Regions from separate parts of the Mus musculus genome. Here all the other regions are linked to region 1. A link is a contact called in public HiChIP or PLAC-seq and promoter capture Hi-C data. All regions are on one chromosome and are shown on one strand. Each heading gives the region's core, a stretch centred on a gene start, on an enhancer-like site or on the middle of the called end of the contact. The rest is flanking DNA. Distances are from core to core; before and after follow the strand shown.

Region 1 (2,679 bases), core at 121-2,620:
TTTCTGGTTTGTCAATTTGACTACACCTGGAATGAACTACAATCCAGAAATGGAGGGAACACCTGCAATCCCGATCTTGAAGCTGGAAGACACCCAGGTCTTGACATGGGATGACACACACTTTTGATCTAGAACTTGAGGCACAGTGCCCAGGAAAAGCTTAGGCCCAGACAAGATGGTATACACATTTAATCCCAGGAGACAGAGGCAAGCATATCTCTGAGTTCAAGCCCAGCCTGAGACAGAGCAAGTTCCATTAAACAAAAGCTTAGGTCCAGGCATGGTGGTACACATCTTTAATCTGGGCCGCACCTTCTGCTGGAGGTCTACATAAGGACAATGGAAAAAGCATTCATTCTTTGCCTGCTTGCACTTGCCAACACATCTGTTGGAACCTATTTCTTCAGGATTCTAGTTTATACAGAAGACCAGCTGACTTAGCCTGGTGGGATTGAGCAACTACTTAGATTCTTAGAGCTCCCCATCACAGCTGGCCATTGCTAAGTTAGCTGGACTGCAGACTGTCATTCATCCCAATAATTTCTCTTAATACATAGAGACATTCCATAAGTTCTGTGACTCTAGAGAACCCTAATAGTTTCTAACTGCACAGTGGTCAGAGAATGTGGTTATGTCAGTCCTCAGACATGCAGAGACACTTGCTTAGAGACACAGTATGTTTATCTTTTGTAAATGTTTCACATACTCTGGGAAGGAATGTATATTGTGCAATTTCTGAATCAATATTCTGTCCTTCTTAGTTTGGGATACCTAGGGCTAAAAAACGGCACACACCAACAGTCTACCCTTTGGAGTCTGTACCCAGGGCCTACTGCCACACTGTCCTTTCATTCCCCAAGCAAAGGCTCAGGCTGCGAGGTCAAGGTCTGGGTGGCAAAAAGCCTGTGTCGGTGGGGGACCCTCACTATGGAAAGGTTAGCCAGCATGGGGTATGAAGGGACACTCAGAAGGCTGAGGAAAGAGGACTGCTTGGAGTTAGTTGGAGCCCAGTTTGGAGTACAAAAAGAAAAAAGAAAAGACGAAAAGACTAAAAAAGAAAAGGGAAGGGGGCTGTTAAACATAAGAGCGTTGGTGCGCCGTTTTTGGGTCCACTCTCGGGCACACCCAGACTAGTTGTGGCAACAAGTTAGAGAATGCGCGTGCGCAGACCAAAGTCCTTTATCACGTAATGTCGGCCGGGGGCGGGGCCAGCGAATCCGGGTCTGGACACCTGGTCTAAACTGATGGGGAGGGGGGAGTGGGGAGGGGAGGGAGAGGGAATCGCGCCGCTGGGTGCATTCGCCTTGAGGTGACTCATAGCTCCCGCCCCCTTTTCGCCCAGCTTTCTCCAGGCCGTCCCTCGCATCACGTGCCTTCCTGGCCGCTCCCCCAGAGCCCTTTCCAAAGGCCAGAAGAAACTGCTGTAAAATGTCGTGAGGGACGTCAGCCCTTTGCGGCTGCCTCTCAGAACCAGACCCCGGGAGTGCCCACCTCAGTCAGCGGTTCCTCCGGCGGAGTCGTCTTGACGGAGGGCGAAAGCGCTCGGTGCGCCACTGGATTTTCCGCCGCACCCGCGAGGGCTCCGGGCGATGTGAACTCGAGGCGGCTTCTGCGCTCCCAGGCCCGGGGGCTGAGGTGGGCGGGCAGGTGCCTGGGAAGCCGCGGCCCGGCGGGATGGAGGAGAGCATGGAGGAGGAGGAAATGCTCACCTACGAGGCAATGATGGACGACCAGAATCACAACAACTGGGAGGCCGCCGCGGACAGTTTCCGCCAGCCTCCGCCGGCCCCGCCGCTGCCCCCGCCGCCGCCGCCGCGGCCCTCGTCGTCCATCCCGGATCCAGGCCGAGAACTCCCGGGGGGACAGCTGCTGGCTGTGCACGCGGGCTCCATGGAGAGGAAGGGTCCTAAGGAAGGGCTCCCGATGGGGCCTCCGCCCTTGCCGGAACCAAACGGGGTGATCATGATGTTGAAGAGCTGCGACGCAGCCGCCGCGGTGGCCAAGACGGCCCCTGCCCCCACCTCCAGCTCCACTATCAACATCAACACCTCCACCTCCAAGTTCCGTGAGTCTGTCCCTCCTCCACGACCCCACCCCCACCCCCCAGCCAGGCTTCTCCACACCAGCTCGTGGAATCCCCCCGCCCTGAGAGTAACTCCACTTCCTTTGTTCCAGGCTTAGTTCTCTTTCCTTCTCTTAACCCTCCCACCCTGATTCGGTGTCTGCGGCCAGTATCCGGCCAGCCAGCCAGTGTTGCCTGTTACACCTGCGCAGCCTCAGCTTATGCTTTAGAAAAGATCTTTAATACTCCTGATCATCTCTCAACATTAGTAAGCTCTTCTCTAGGGTGTCCCCTTCAAAGTTTCACCTTACAGAGCGAGAGGGAAAAGTAAGGCGGTCTTGAATTTCGTTAGAGGCCTTTCGTCTTTTTTTTTCAACCAGAGAGCAAAGAAATGTGTTCTTGTATTCTTTGCCGCTGTACTTTTAGCAAATCGGGCTTCTGAACGTTGGTCTCTAGCAACTCTTTGTTCTCTGTGAGTTTTTGCATCCTGTCAGGGAATTCTTAGTTACTTCTACTATGTAGTGGGAACTGCTACAAGTCTTTGAAGTTGATGTGTAAAATCACGTTCCAGAGAAGCGGTTCAGCAAGTGACTGTAACCAGGATCCTACCGCAGGTT
Region 2 (2,679 bases), core at 97-2,596, 1.3 Mb after region 1:
CACCTTTGGTTGTTTTACTCTATGCCAGCAATGGATGGCGTGACTAAGACAGCTCTTAAGTCATCTCACTGGAGACACATGTACACAGTTAAACATTGGGCAACGTTAGAGGGGCTCAGTCACTCTCAGATTCTTCATCATCACCGACGGGGTACGGCTGGACATTATTCTGAGTGTACATCTTTGTCTTAATGGGGCAGTTGTGGTCCATGAGGATAGCCTGGAAGCAAAATGCAAGTACATTAACTTCTTGTTTTATAAAGATAAAGAGGTTTTAACCTACTGTTAAGGATTACTGTTCTGAAAGCTGTATAATAGTCATTCGAAGCCATCGAATGTCTTGACCCTGAAGGTCTGTGGTCCTCCACGCAGTGGAGAGTTTCAGGCAAGAAGTAAAACATCTAGAATGTTTTCCTTGTACCTGTTGGAGATAGAAATTGAGTTTTTTGACTCAAAGGTAGGTTAGGTTTTAGAAAAGTTAAACTGAAAATTTTGTATGGGGAGGGCCTGTGGACCTCATTACATCCAATTTCCACTTTATAGACTGCCACAACAGGGAACTTAATGATGTTTGAAGAGAGCTCTTGTTGGAAGTATAGGGATCCACTTCACTAGTTCCAGTCATGGACCTTGCTCTGGTGAGAGCCAGACTATTTTACAATATGTTAAGACCACATTCTGCTTACAAATGTGATATTTCGATATCTCCCTTTTTAGATCCTACTTTATAGCACAAATGTACAATAAAGTTCCTCTGCCCTTTCTATTTTTGAAAATTAAACCAAAACTAAGTGTGACTGCAAAATAAAAAAAGAAAAAAATGATGCTTTCATTTCAGAGACTAAAGCTTTAGCTTTCACAATGAGTCTAGATGAGAAGTTGAGAATGGGTAGAGGCTTAAAGAACTTGATCAAGGAGAGCTGGGGATCTGGGTTGGTGGTTAAGAGCTTTGGCTCCCCTTCCAGTGGACCCAGATTCACATAGCAGCTCACAAGTGTCTGTAACTCCAGTTCTAAGGAACCTGACTAACACAGACGTGTAGGGAAATAAAAATTTAAAAAGAACTTGACCAAGGGCTATATACCCTGGCCACCGAAATCTGCGGATGGTTAAGTCCTTTATGTAGAATAGTCTATCTGCATAGAACATATATCTGTGTTTATTTCAAATCAGCTTTAGATCACTTGCAGTACTGAACATAATAGAAATGTGCACTGTAGCTAGGGAATGATAAAGAACTGTACAAAATAGCTTTTAGTTTGGATTCAGTGGTTGAGTCTACAGAGCTAGAACTGGCGAGTACAGAGAGTTAACCGTGTGCATTACGTGCAGAGGAAGAAACCCAGGCAGCCTCAGGACAGACTGCACTTTTTACACAGCCCAGAGCAGCTGGAGAAGTGCAGTGGGAGGCATGTGCAAGCCAAATTATCTGGTGTGTCTGGGCAGTTTCCCTCCTTCATAAGAAACCATTCCCAGCAAGTTTTTTCTTTCTTTCTGTGCAGTCTGCAAATCTGAGCAGATTAAAATGTTCTAATACTGCCTGTGGCAGTCTGTCTTGATGTCTGCTAGTTATTCTCAGCTCTAGTCCTCCATATGTGATAAGACTCAGTCAGTGTTCAACCCTTTTATCATTTCCCAAGAGATTCTCAAATGATCTGCTGTGTGGCACAAGATAAGGACAGTGACCCAAGTCAGACAGTCATCTCAAACTCCCTTTCCAATTATGCTGCGTACTGAGTGAATTGATAGTTGTACTTAAAAGATTTGATTATTAAAATAGTTGAGGCAACAGATTATACACCTGAACCATTCTCCCTGCGTTATACAAAGATTTAGCCATTGAAGCAGAAAGGTAATCTCCCCAGATTAGTGATTCTTAAGGAAATGTGCCCAGAGAACACTGGGGAGATGGGCTGGGGGTAGAGTAGAGCTGATTAAAAATGAAATCCCAGGTAACTACCTTCACAGCAACAGTGCTATCAACAACTTCCAGAAACACTGCCTTAGTTACAATATATTAAGATTATAGCAGCCATCAGCTGACATACTCCAAAGGTATGGTCATGTCCCCTCAGGGCCACAGGTGGAAGACTCAGTTGAGGTTGAGGGTTAGCAAAAGTCTACAGATAAAATGAGAGCTTTAGGTGAACCCTGAAAGATGGGACAGTTTGAAGACAGGTTTGAATAGGCAAATCATAGATTATGGAGAGCAGTAGGTAAAACACACTAGACTAACAGCTACCAGAGTTCATGTTAGGAGGCAATAGAGACAGCAGTTGGAAAGCACCACCAAAACCAGGAAAAGGCATGATCCTTGACCTGAACTTGGCCCACAGGCAGCACGGCCACTTTGAAGGGCATCTCTCCATTCTTCCACTATTACACTTCTATAGCTAATCTTAACTGCTGGACTGGACATAGAATGTGGACTAGATAAAAACTGTTCTGAGAATTGTTGTGTGTGATAGGGCACACCTTTCATGTTAGCACTCAGGATGGAAAGGCAGATACGTCTCAGAGTTTGAGTCCAGCAATCTAGAGTGAGACCCTGTCTTTAAAAGCTACACGGGGATTAGGGAGATAGCATAATGGGTAAAGAAACTTTGCCTTGCAGGGATCTCCCAAAAGCTTTACTGGGTGGTAGTTTTACTTACCAAAAAAAAAAAAAGTTATAAATGG
Region 3 (2,679 bases), core at 82-2,581, 1.2 Mb after region 1:
CAGTCTATCATGGACAGCAGCAGCTTGAGGCGGCTGGCCGTGTTATACCCATTGTCAGGAAGCAGAGATGGGTGAGTGCTGGTGTCCAGCTCTCTCCCTTTTATTAAATTCAGGATCCCAGAGCTTGAGATGGAGCTGCCCACATTCAAGGTGGGCCTTCCCTGCTGCGTTAAACATGTATGGAAACACTCTCTTAGGCACACGCGGAAGTGTGTGTCCATGCTAATTCTAAGCTCTGTCAAGTTGACAGTAGAAGTTAACTGTAACAGAAGGTTCATTGGATGAAGAGGGTGATGATAACCACAGAAGCATCCCCCATCCTACATAAGATGACCTGACTAGACAGCCCTGAAGCACAGGCTGGTCTAATCTCTCCCTGTGGGTAATTACGGTCAAGGGCAGAGGAAGGCTAAGCTTGACTGAGCTTTAGAAAAGGTAGAATCTCCCATTTCTTGGTACTCCCCGTCTTCTCTCCCCCCACCTCTCTCTCTCTCTCTCTCTCTCTCTCTCTCTCTCTCACACACACACACACACACACACACACATTTCTGACCACCTCGGTCTTTGGGCAAGTCGTTGACCTTGTGAATCAAGTGAGCCTGTCTGACATTCTCTCCTTTGGACCTACTAAGTTCATTCATCTTATATAACTCTAAAACCAACTTTATTTCCCTAAACCTGGACTCCAAAGGAGCAAACTTATTCAGAAGCAAAGTCACAACAGACATGCTCAGGTGAGACAAAGTTGTCTGGAAGCAGTAGGGACCCAAACTCAATAGGATTGGGCCTCTAAAGTGTGACAGGCACTCACACAGGGAAAACGCATCAGGAGGCAGAGATAGGCAATGCCAATAAATGCCAGATGCTGCCAGAGGTTGGAAGTGGGCAAGAGACCCACTCTCCTTCACCAGCAAATTCTGTGAAAGGAAGGAGTCTTACTGACCTTGACCTCATACTTCAAAAAACAAACAAACAAACAAGCAAGCAAACAAACAAAAGCAGAAGCCTGCTGTTTAGATACCTAATCTGTAACACTGTTCCAGAAGTCCTAGCAAATGACACAGCCCTGAGACACAACAAGGGACTGATGCAGCATCCAGGAGGAAAGTTTGGTGCTGGCTTTGCTGGCTGGTGAAATTGGTAGACACCGAGTCCCTGCTACCACCATAGTCAGCAAACATGAGGTCCTGAGTTCAGTCCCCAGAAACTGTACAACAATCCAGGCTTAGTGATCTGCATTTGTAATTCCAGAGTGGGGAGGCAGAGTCAGGCAGATCAGTAGCCAGCCAGCCTAGCTTAGTTGGTAAGCCCCAAGTCCCAGTAAGAGACACTGTCTCCAAAGCAAACAAACTACAGCAAGGTTAATAGCTCCTGGGCTTCTTAGGAATAGCGCCCAAGGTTGACCTCTGGCTTCCAAATGCTCCCACATATGTGTACTTGCACACACACACATGTGCATGCATGAATATGCACATAAGAGTGCACACACACACACACACACACACACACACACACACACACACGAGTGTTGAAAAGGATACAGAAACCAGATACAGAGCCAGGGGCAGAGAGGTAGATAGTCATGGGCTTCTGAGCTGCAGAACTAGGCCATCATCCATCTCTTTGCCAACAAACCCCATGACCAGGCAAAGAAGAAATCGAAGGGGAAACCTTGGCTGCATCCCCACCAGCCTCCCTGGCCCAGGTGAGCTCATTGCCAGCTGGCCAGGCTTCCCACCACATACCTGGCTGGGAGTCAGTAGGAAAACAGTGTATGTTTGTCAGGCCCTGCACTGAAGGGCAGTAGATCAATGCAAAGCTAATAAATTAGGGAGAAATGGGATTCTTTGGTTCACAGTGGTTAGAGCTATGGAATCTAGTATAAGCTTAGGGTCTTGTGGTCCAGGGCAGCTCCAGAATAAACCTATGAGGAGAAAGTGCAATTCTAATCCCCTGAGTTGAAGCTTTCAATTACAACTTGGTCTCATTGCTAAGAGGGTTTGGGCAGGCACAATCAAGCAGACCAGGCACTCCAGACTCAGGGGCCTGTAACCCAATGACCAAGGTCCTCATAACACAAGGGTGGCTTATGAAGGAACACACCAAGTGGAGAAGAGGCAGGCAGAGAGTCTGGGAGTGGAGTGTCCTGTTTTGACCCCTAAAAAGCAACATGCATCCACAGAGCCCCAGAACATACTCCCCATTGCTTAGAACAGCAGCTCCCCACCCCCTCAACAAGTTAGGGTTCTCTCTCCCACTTTATTGCATAGATATTTAAAAAAACATAGCGCTTGAAGTGTTATATTGGTAAGTATACATATATATAATGAGTCTATGGTTTTCCCCTCTTCTGGTCCTACCCTTCTGAGGATTATTGGGTCATTATGTATCATTGGTGTGAGTTTTTTTTTCTGTTTCTTGTTTTGTCTGGGGCGCTTATAAATAGGCATTCACCTATCAGCTTCCCATCCCTCCAGACAAAACTATAGTACATATTATCTTGAAATTTGCTTTTCAAAAATCTAATGATACATCCCAGCTATTGTCCTACTCGACAACACAACAATACATAACACGAGCTTGTATATGGGACACAAGCTGGACTCAGCGGGGAAAGGAGAAGAAAAAAATAATCTTAAAGTCAGGTAGGAAGCAACAGAAGAGCTGAAAGGGTGGTAA
Region 4 (2,679 bases), core at 55-2,554, 1.1 Mb after region 1:
GTGATAGACCGGCCGGGAACACGGTCCAGGGAAACAGGATTCAAAGACCTCGCGGGCTCAGAGCTTCTTGACAGCGGGCTTCGTCGCCCAGCATCGTGTCCCAGCCAGCCCGACCCCGGCCCGAACCACGGGACACCTCGTTTGCACCCTTTTACAAAGGGTCAAGGAGTGGGCAAGCCAGTAACCCAAACGAGCTTCAGAGACTGGGGACCAAAGCCTCTCGGGCCCCTAGCTGCCCAGTTTCAGAACCAAGAACCCGGGCTGACCTCCGCCCGTCCAGGCCTCGAGGAGCGCCCACCCGGAGCAGGCCGGGCGCAATGAAGGAGGCGACCGGAGCGGCGTGCTTCAGTTCCGCGACGTGGCACGTACCTTGGAAGCGATGACCCAGATATCGGTAGCGGTGGATGAGCCAGGGGTAGAAGGTGGACGGGTCCCGCTGCTGCGAGGCGAAGAGGGGGTGTGGCGAATGCGAGGAGGGCAGGGGGTGGGCGGCCAGGGCGTGCGGCGGCGGCACCGGGTGCACCGGCACGGCGGGGTTGGGCGGGTGCGAGACCGCCTCGGCGAACACCAAGTCCGGGTTGGAGTAGACGCCCCTGCCGGCGGCGGCGGCGGCGGCGGCCGAGTGGAAGCCGTTGAGGAACGGATTTATGGGACTGGAATTGGCGTAGCTGAGTGCCGCGGGACGGATGGGATCCTCGGAGCGCGAGGCAGGCAGGGGACTGTCCTTGGCCACCAGCGACTCGATGGTGAAGCAGCGCTTGGGCGCCGGCTGAAACATGCTGCGCCGAGGAGCGGGCGCGCTGGGCTCCCTGCTCCCGGCGACCGCGGCGCGCTGCCTCCGCCGCCCGCTGCCCGCGGCGAGGACCGAGGAGAATGGGGGACTCGTTTGTTTGGGGTGGGGGTGGGGGTAAGGAAAGGAAGGAAGGAAGAAAGGAAAGGAAAAAGGAAAGGAGGGGGAGGGGGAGGAGAGGCAAAGCCGAAGATCCCGAGAATCTTGCACCAAACGCGCCCAACCTGGAGAGAGGGGGGAAAATCCTTCCAGAAGAATTTGCAGGCGTGGATTGGGGTAATATTTTTTTGAGCGAGGTGGCGTGGGGGGGGGGGAGATTGGAGTTAGAGGCAGGGAGGGGGTTTTCGGGGAGGCAAAAAAAAAGTTTTCTCTCCTTTGCAAAAGGCGGGCAGGGCGCCCTAAGTCCAAGGACAATCCATGGAAGTGTTCGCTTCTTCACTAGTAGTGCAAACGATTTGTTAGTTCATGAGCCTAATTAGTGCGGGGATCACATAAACAGCTTCCTCCGAAGCCTGGTAAATGGCTTGATGATTGGTCGCTATTACTCGCCCTGAGGTGGAAGGGGGGAGACTCTTTAAAGTGCGTCAGAGGGAGGCGAACGCCTGGGAACCCGGAGGCCTGGATCCGGGCCCAGAATGGAACGGAGTCGGCGCTACTGCCCCGGCTGTGCCTCCAGCCGCCCGCCCGGCCGCCGACCTCTTGGTGTCTTCGCCCTGCGCTCCGGGCTAGCTCCCTCGCTCCTGCGGCGCCCGCTGCGGCTTCTCTCCTCCTCCTTCGCCTCCTCCGCTTCCCTCTTCTCCTCCTCTTCCTCGTTCCTCTCCTCCTCCTCTTCCTCCTCCTCCTCTTTCCCCCTCCTCCTCCCCCTCAGCCACCGCCTCCTACTGCACCCACACCACTCCCACCGGGGCACCCGGGTCCCTGCAGAGTCTCGGGGCTGCGCTGCCTTTGCTGCGGACCCCTGGATCCTAAGCCTGCGGCGCTGGAGCTGATGGGACTGAATCACGGACGGACACGCAGATTTCTTCACACCCTAAGCTCCGCTGCGGTTGTCCCCTGGAGGCCCGCGCCCGGGTCACTGAGATGGCTTCGGGCGCCCGGCGAGGGTAAGCGGGCGGGGACTGGTTCCGGGCAAGGGCTAACCCGCTTCACTCCTACCAATCCCCACCCCCAGCAAAACTCCCGAGGTTTCCTAGGCGCTCGAGGGGGGGGGTCCTCCCACCCCTCCAACCAAGCGTAGCTTCGAGGTTCCAGGGTCCACGCGTTTGCAGTCTTTGACCCGGCTGGTTCGTTTTTTTAAGTTCAAACCTGAGGGGCCAGCTGCGCCTGTACCGTGGCAGTGGACTTCCAGCTTGCACCCAAGAGTTTCTGCTTATCCTTTCTGGAGGGTGGTCACTTCTGTCCCCAAAACAGCTCTTTCTGGGAAATGTGGGGTTATTTGGGAAAGGAGTCTTGGGTCCTAGGTCAGAAGCTGAAGTTATGACTGTGTTATCGTTCCATTGTCCTTAGTGGCGTTGACACTGTTCCCATTATTGCTATTATTACTGTACCTATTTTTATTCTGACATCTGTTGTCCCAGGGCTGGGTTGCTCTACAAATCCAGGTTTCGCAACCTGGCACTTAGGATTGTGTCTCCGGTCCTAGGCCCTGTCCGCATTTTCGAGCTTGCCTTCGGTTTTGGGATGATTTTAGGGCCGACTTCTCTCGTCCCCATTGGCTCACGCTGAGGCATAATTATGATCACATCCCCCCAGCCTGCTGGCGCTGCTCTCTGTTTATTGGTGGTTAAAGATCTATTATCTATTCATCAGCCGCCTCCCCCCCCCCACACACACACCCTTTGCCAATTACATTCTTCTAAAGTGAAGTACCAGCAGGTATTTTACAATTA
Region 5 (2,679 bases), core at 126-2,625, 1.1 Mb after region 1:
TTAAACCAAGAACTTAGAAACTTGTGCAGGACAGGAATTGTACTTACCTCTATTTTTTAAGATTAAACTCAAGTATGTAAAAATATCTGGCCCAAAGTATATGTAATAATGGCGCTCAAGAAAGATGGTCTTTCTATCTGGATACAGCCATGGCTCGTGTGACTATTTCCTTGTCTATCTGTACTAACAGAAGTCTCTGATGTTCACGCATAGCCATAGAAGAGAATTTCCATCCATTAATACTAGTATGCTTGTATTCTACTGAACAACTTTGTCCAGCATCCCTCCTTCAACCCCAATCATCATAACAGACCTGTGGATTGTTCTTTTTCTGCCCTGGGAAGAAAAATCTCAGATGCTTCCCACAACCTTCCTTATTACCCTTCACCAACCAATAGCTTGTATTCTCTTGTCAGCTCCAGCACTTAGTGTTCCAATCTTCACACATACCAGGGTCTCCCCAGGTTGGGCTAGCCTCAGGCAGAGGGAGGTCAGCCTGCATGGAATAGGGACCATAGGCCTCTCTATTTCCCAACTTTGTGTATCCTGCTCTCCACTACAAAGCCTTTAGGATAAGTTATCTTCTCCACCCTTTATCTTCCAAAAAGAATTCAGATATAATTGAGAGCTGGACTTGACTATCATGGATGTCCAAAGTTCACTCTCTCCCTTTGGAGGGATTTTATCTGGGTTTCTCTGAGTTCCCCCTGCTGGGCATCACTCTTTCTGCTACTTAGAAGACCCTATCTCCTGCTCACCCAGAGCCATTCAAACAATCTTAGGTGGGGCCATACTGTCCCACTGGCCAAAGTTAACATGTCCTGCCTACGGGTCCTCTTGACTCTTGATGCGGTTTGTGTACCTACCCTGTGAAGCACAGGAGTGTGGGTCAAGCTTGCTTGACTTTATCTCTTCCTTGAGCTTGTCTCCCTTGACTTGAGAAGGAAAGACTACCTGTTAAATGGGACAGAGTGGGTCAGAAGGGGTCATGACATGGGGAAATATACCAAGTTCCAGGCAGGGCTACAGATCTTTTGTATGAACACTTTACTACAGTCCATCCACAGCTTCCTATAGAGTATCACCTTAGCATCCAAATGAGGGGTAGGATGTAACCCAGTGGTAGAAGAATGCTTGCCTAGCATGCATGAGGCCCTGGGTTCCACCTCCAGTACCACCTGCAATTTATTCACATGCCCAGGGTAGCTGAAGATGCTCTGACCCACACCTACTACCTCCAACACTTACCTAATCAATAAAATCACTTCCACTGCAGAATCAATGAATTGTGTTGGAAGAAAGGCACAAGATCTTCAGTCTCAATATTGTTTTAAGTGCCTAATAGGCAGACTCTCATCTGAGCTGTTTACACTCTAACCGTAGGCTGGAAGCAAGCAGGGAAGTCACTCCAAGAGTGCAGGGGTGGGGAAGCAGACGGTGGGTGTGTCTGCCCGATAGGAGCTTTGTCTTTCTTGAAAGATGATCAAACATAACAGCTGTTCCATCCCAGAGCAGAGAGGCCAGCATAGAGCAAGGCACAGGTATAAATCTCCCTCTTGCCAAAGCCTGACAACGCTGGGTGTCCGTTGTTCCCACCCTCCCAGTCAGAAGATCAGACTCTGCTGCTCCCAGGAATGTGCAGGCGCCCAGTCAGAGGCTGGCAGCCCAGCCTCTGAAGAGCAATGCTCCAGGCTAACGTGCCTTTATTGCATCTTGGGGAACCATTAGAAAGTCTTTGACAAAGATTTCCTGTTGTAAATACTTCTGACTCTTGACTAAAGAAGTTGTCCATCTCAAACACCTTGGGCTAAGGTATTTCCTCTGCCTTCCTGTCCACTTTCACCAGGGCTGCAAGTCAGAGGAGGACAAATGATCGGTGCCATTTTCTATCCAATGTTGTGTGAAAACCAGTGTGGGAACATGTGTTAGTTGACAGGATTTTTAAAGTTAATATTTCTAAATTAAAGTGATAAGTACAGGCATGCAGCCTCCCATACAGCTTAACTGGTGATGTGTTCTAGAATATTCATGATTCTCCATCTGTGCAGAACAGAAGAAAATGCACTAGACTGACTCAGAAGGCAGAGTGTAGGCCTGCCACTGTGTACCAGCCAGTGCAACCTCAAGACACTCTTTAAATCTTGCCAAGTTTAGATTATTTGTCTGTATAGTATCCACTGCAGCATCTGTTCAACTGACCTCTGACCTCAAGGGCTATTAAGAGGCTATTGGGAGAAAGCAGCTATGAGCCCTCATAGGTGAGGAGTCTTGAAGCATCCAGGGCGAACCCCAGACACTGTGGAAAGAGGAGGATGAACAGTACAACATCCACGCTGCAGGAGCTATGGGCTTTCAGTGAAACCCACATCCCTAGCCTGTCAGTGTAAGGATGTGAGACGTCACCCATTGAGCCAGGCCAAATGACCAAATGGGCCCAAGTAATCACCTGTGTCCCTGGACGTATAAACACCCTCAGGATCTAAATGTAGACTCATGGACACAGAAGTTACTTGTAGTCTCCAGAGCCAACTCACACTGACCAGTCACATACATGTACAGCCGTCTAGAAGCAACCACAATGAAATCTCTTACAACCCCAGGAACTGGCAAACACAGGCCAAGGCCAACCAAGCCATATCACCAAGTGACAGCAGAGACAGGATGTGTTGACCACTGCAA

What was found. Promoter capture Hi-C pulls out the DNA fragments that hold promoters and counts their contacts. HiChIP or PLAC-seq counts read pairs in DNA pulled down with a chosen protein or histone mark.
Region 2: a promoter capture Hi-C map of hippocampal neurons shows a contact between it and region 1, with 2.5 times the contacts expected there. The contact joins the enhancer-like site here to the promoter of Cacul1 in region 1. A contact is called at or near these places in 9 of 39 promoter capture datasets (the 3T3-L1 cell line, the C10 cell line, HPC-7-derived erythroid cells and 6 more) and 1 of 115 datasets of contacts at active chromatin or transcription factors (embryonic stem cells).
Region 3: a contact with region 1 is called in a promoter capture Hi-C map of liver, with 2.5 times the contacts expected there. The contact joins the enhancer-like site here to the promoter of Cacul1 in region 1. A contact is called at or near these places in 10 of 39 promoter capture datasets (the C10 cell line, the HPC-7 cell line, cranial neural crest and 6 more), 9 of 115 datasets of contacts at active chromatin or transcription factors (astrocytes, embryonic forebrain, embryonic stem cells and 4 more) and 1 of 9 other capture datasets (adipose tissue).
Region 4: a contact with region 1 is called in an H3K4me3 HiChIP or PLAC-seq map of forebrain, with 6 times the contacts expected there. The contact joins the promoter of Emx2 here to the promoter of Cacul1 in region 1. A contact is called at or near these places in 5 of 39 promoter capture datasets (the 3T3-L1 cell line, cranial neural crest, embryonic stem cells and 2 more), 2 of 484 Hi-C or Micro-C datasets (embryonic stem cells and granulosa cells), 9 of 115 datasets of contacts at active chromatin or transcription factors (embryonic limb bud, embryonic midbrain, embryonic stem cells and 3 more) and 2 of 9 other capture datasets (embryonic stem cells and embryonic trunk).
Region 5: a promoter capture Hi-C map of hippocampal neurons shows a contact between it and region 1, with 2.3 times the contacts expected there. The contact joins the promoter of 2700089I24Rik here to the promoter of Cacul1 in region 1. A contact is called at or near these places in 1 of 39 promoter capture datasets (hippocampal neurons) and 1 of 115 datasets of contacts at active chromatin or transcription factors (large pre-B cells).

Annotation. Positions count from the first base shown.
Region 1 is chr19:60,579,714-60,582,392 of GRCm38.p6, reverse strand. Cacul1 (CDK2 associated, cullin domain 1) reads left to right here and starts at 1,370. Exons shown (of 9, transcript NM_030197.2): 1 at 1,370-2,065. The coding sequence starts at 1,675.
Region 2 is chr19:59,291,353-59,294,031 of GRCm38.p6, reverse strand. Slc18a2 (solute carrier family 18 (vesicular monoamine), member 2) reads right to left here. Exons shown (of 16, transcript NM_172523.3): 16 at 1-220. The coding sequence ends at 116. Among named protein-coding and RNA genes, the nearest start is that of Slc18a2, 32 kb to the right of the region's middle. Within about 2 kb of position 1,346, at least 6 of the 459 cell types and tissues checked have an H3K27ac peak or open chromatin away from gene starts, as enhancers often do. A contact at or near this core is called in hippocampal neurons, where this site is marked.
Region 3 is chr19:59,407,308-59,409,986 of GRCm38.p6, reverse strand. No RefSeq gene overlaps it. Among named protein-coding and RNA genes, the nearest start is that of Gm33756, 19 kb to the right of the region's middle. Within about 2 kb of position 1,331, at least 6 of the 459 cell types and tissues checked have an H3K27ac peak or open chromatin away from gene starts, as enhancers often do. A contact at or near this core is called in liver, where this site is marked.
Region 4 is chr19:59,457,315-59,459,993 of GRCm38.p6, reverse strand. Emx2 (empty spiracles homeobox 2) reads right to left here and starts at 1,304. Exons shown (of 3, transcript NM_010132.2): 1 at 370-1,304. The coding sequence starts at 778. It also overlaps Emx2os.
Region 5 is chr19:59,491,832-59,494,510 of GRCm38.p6, reverse strand. It overlaps 2700089I24Rik (RIKEN cDNA 2700089I24 gene), which reads right to left and starts at 1,375. Exons shown (of 5, transcript NR_045308.1): 1 at 1,249-1,375; 2 at 867-954.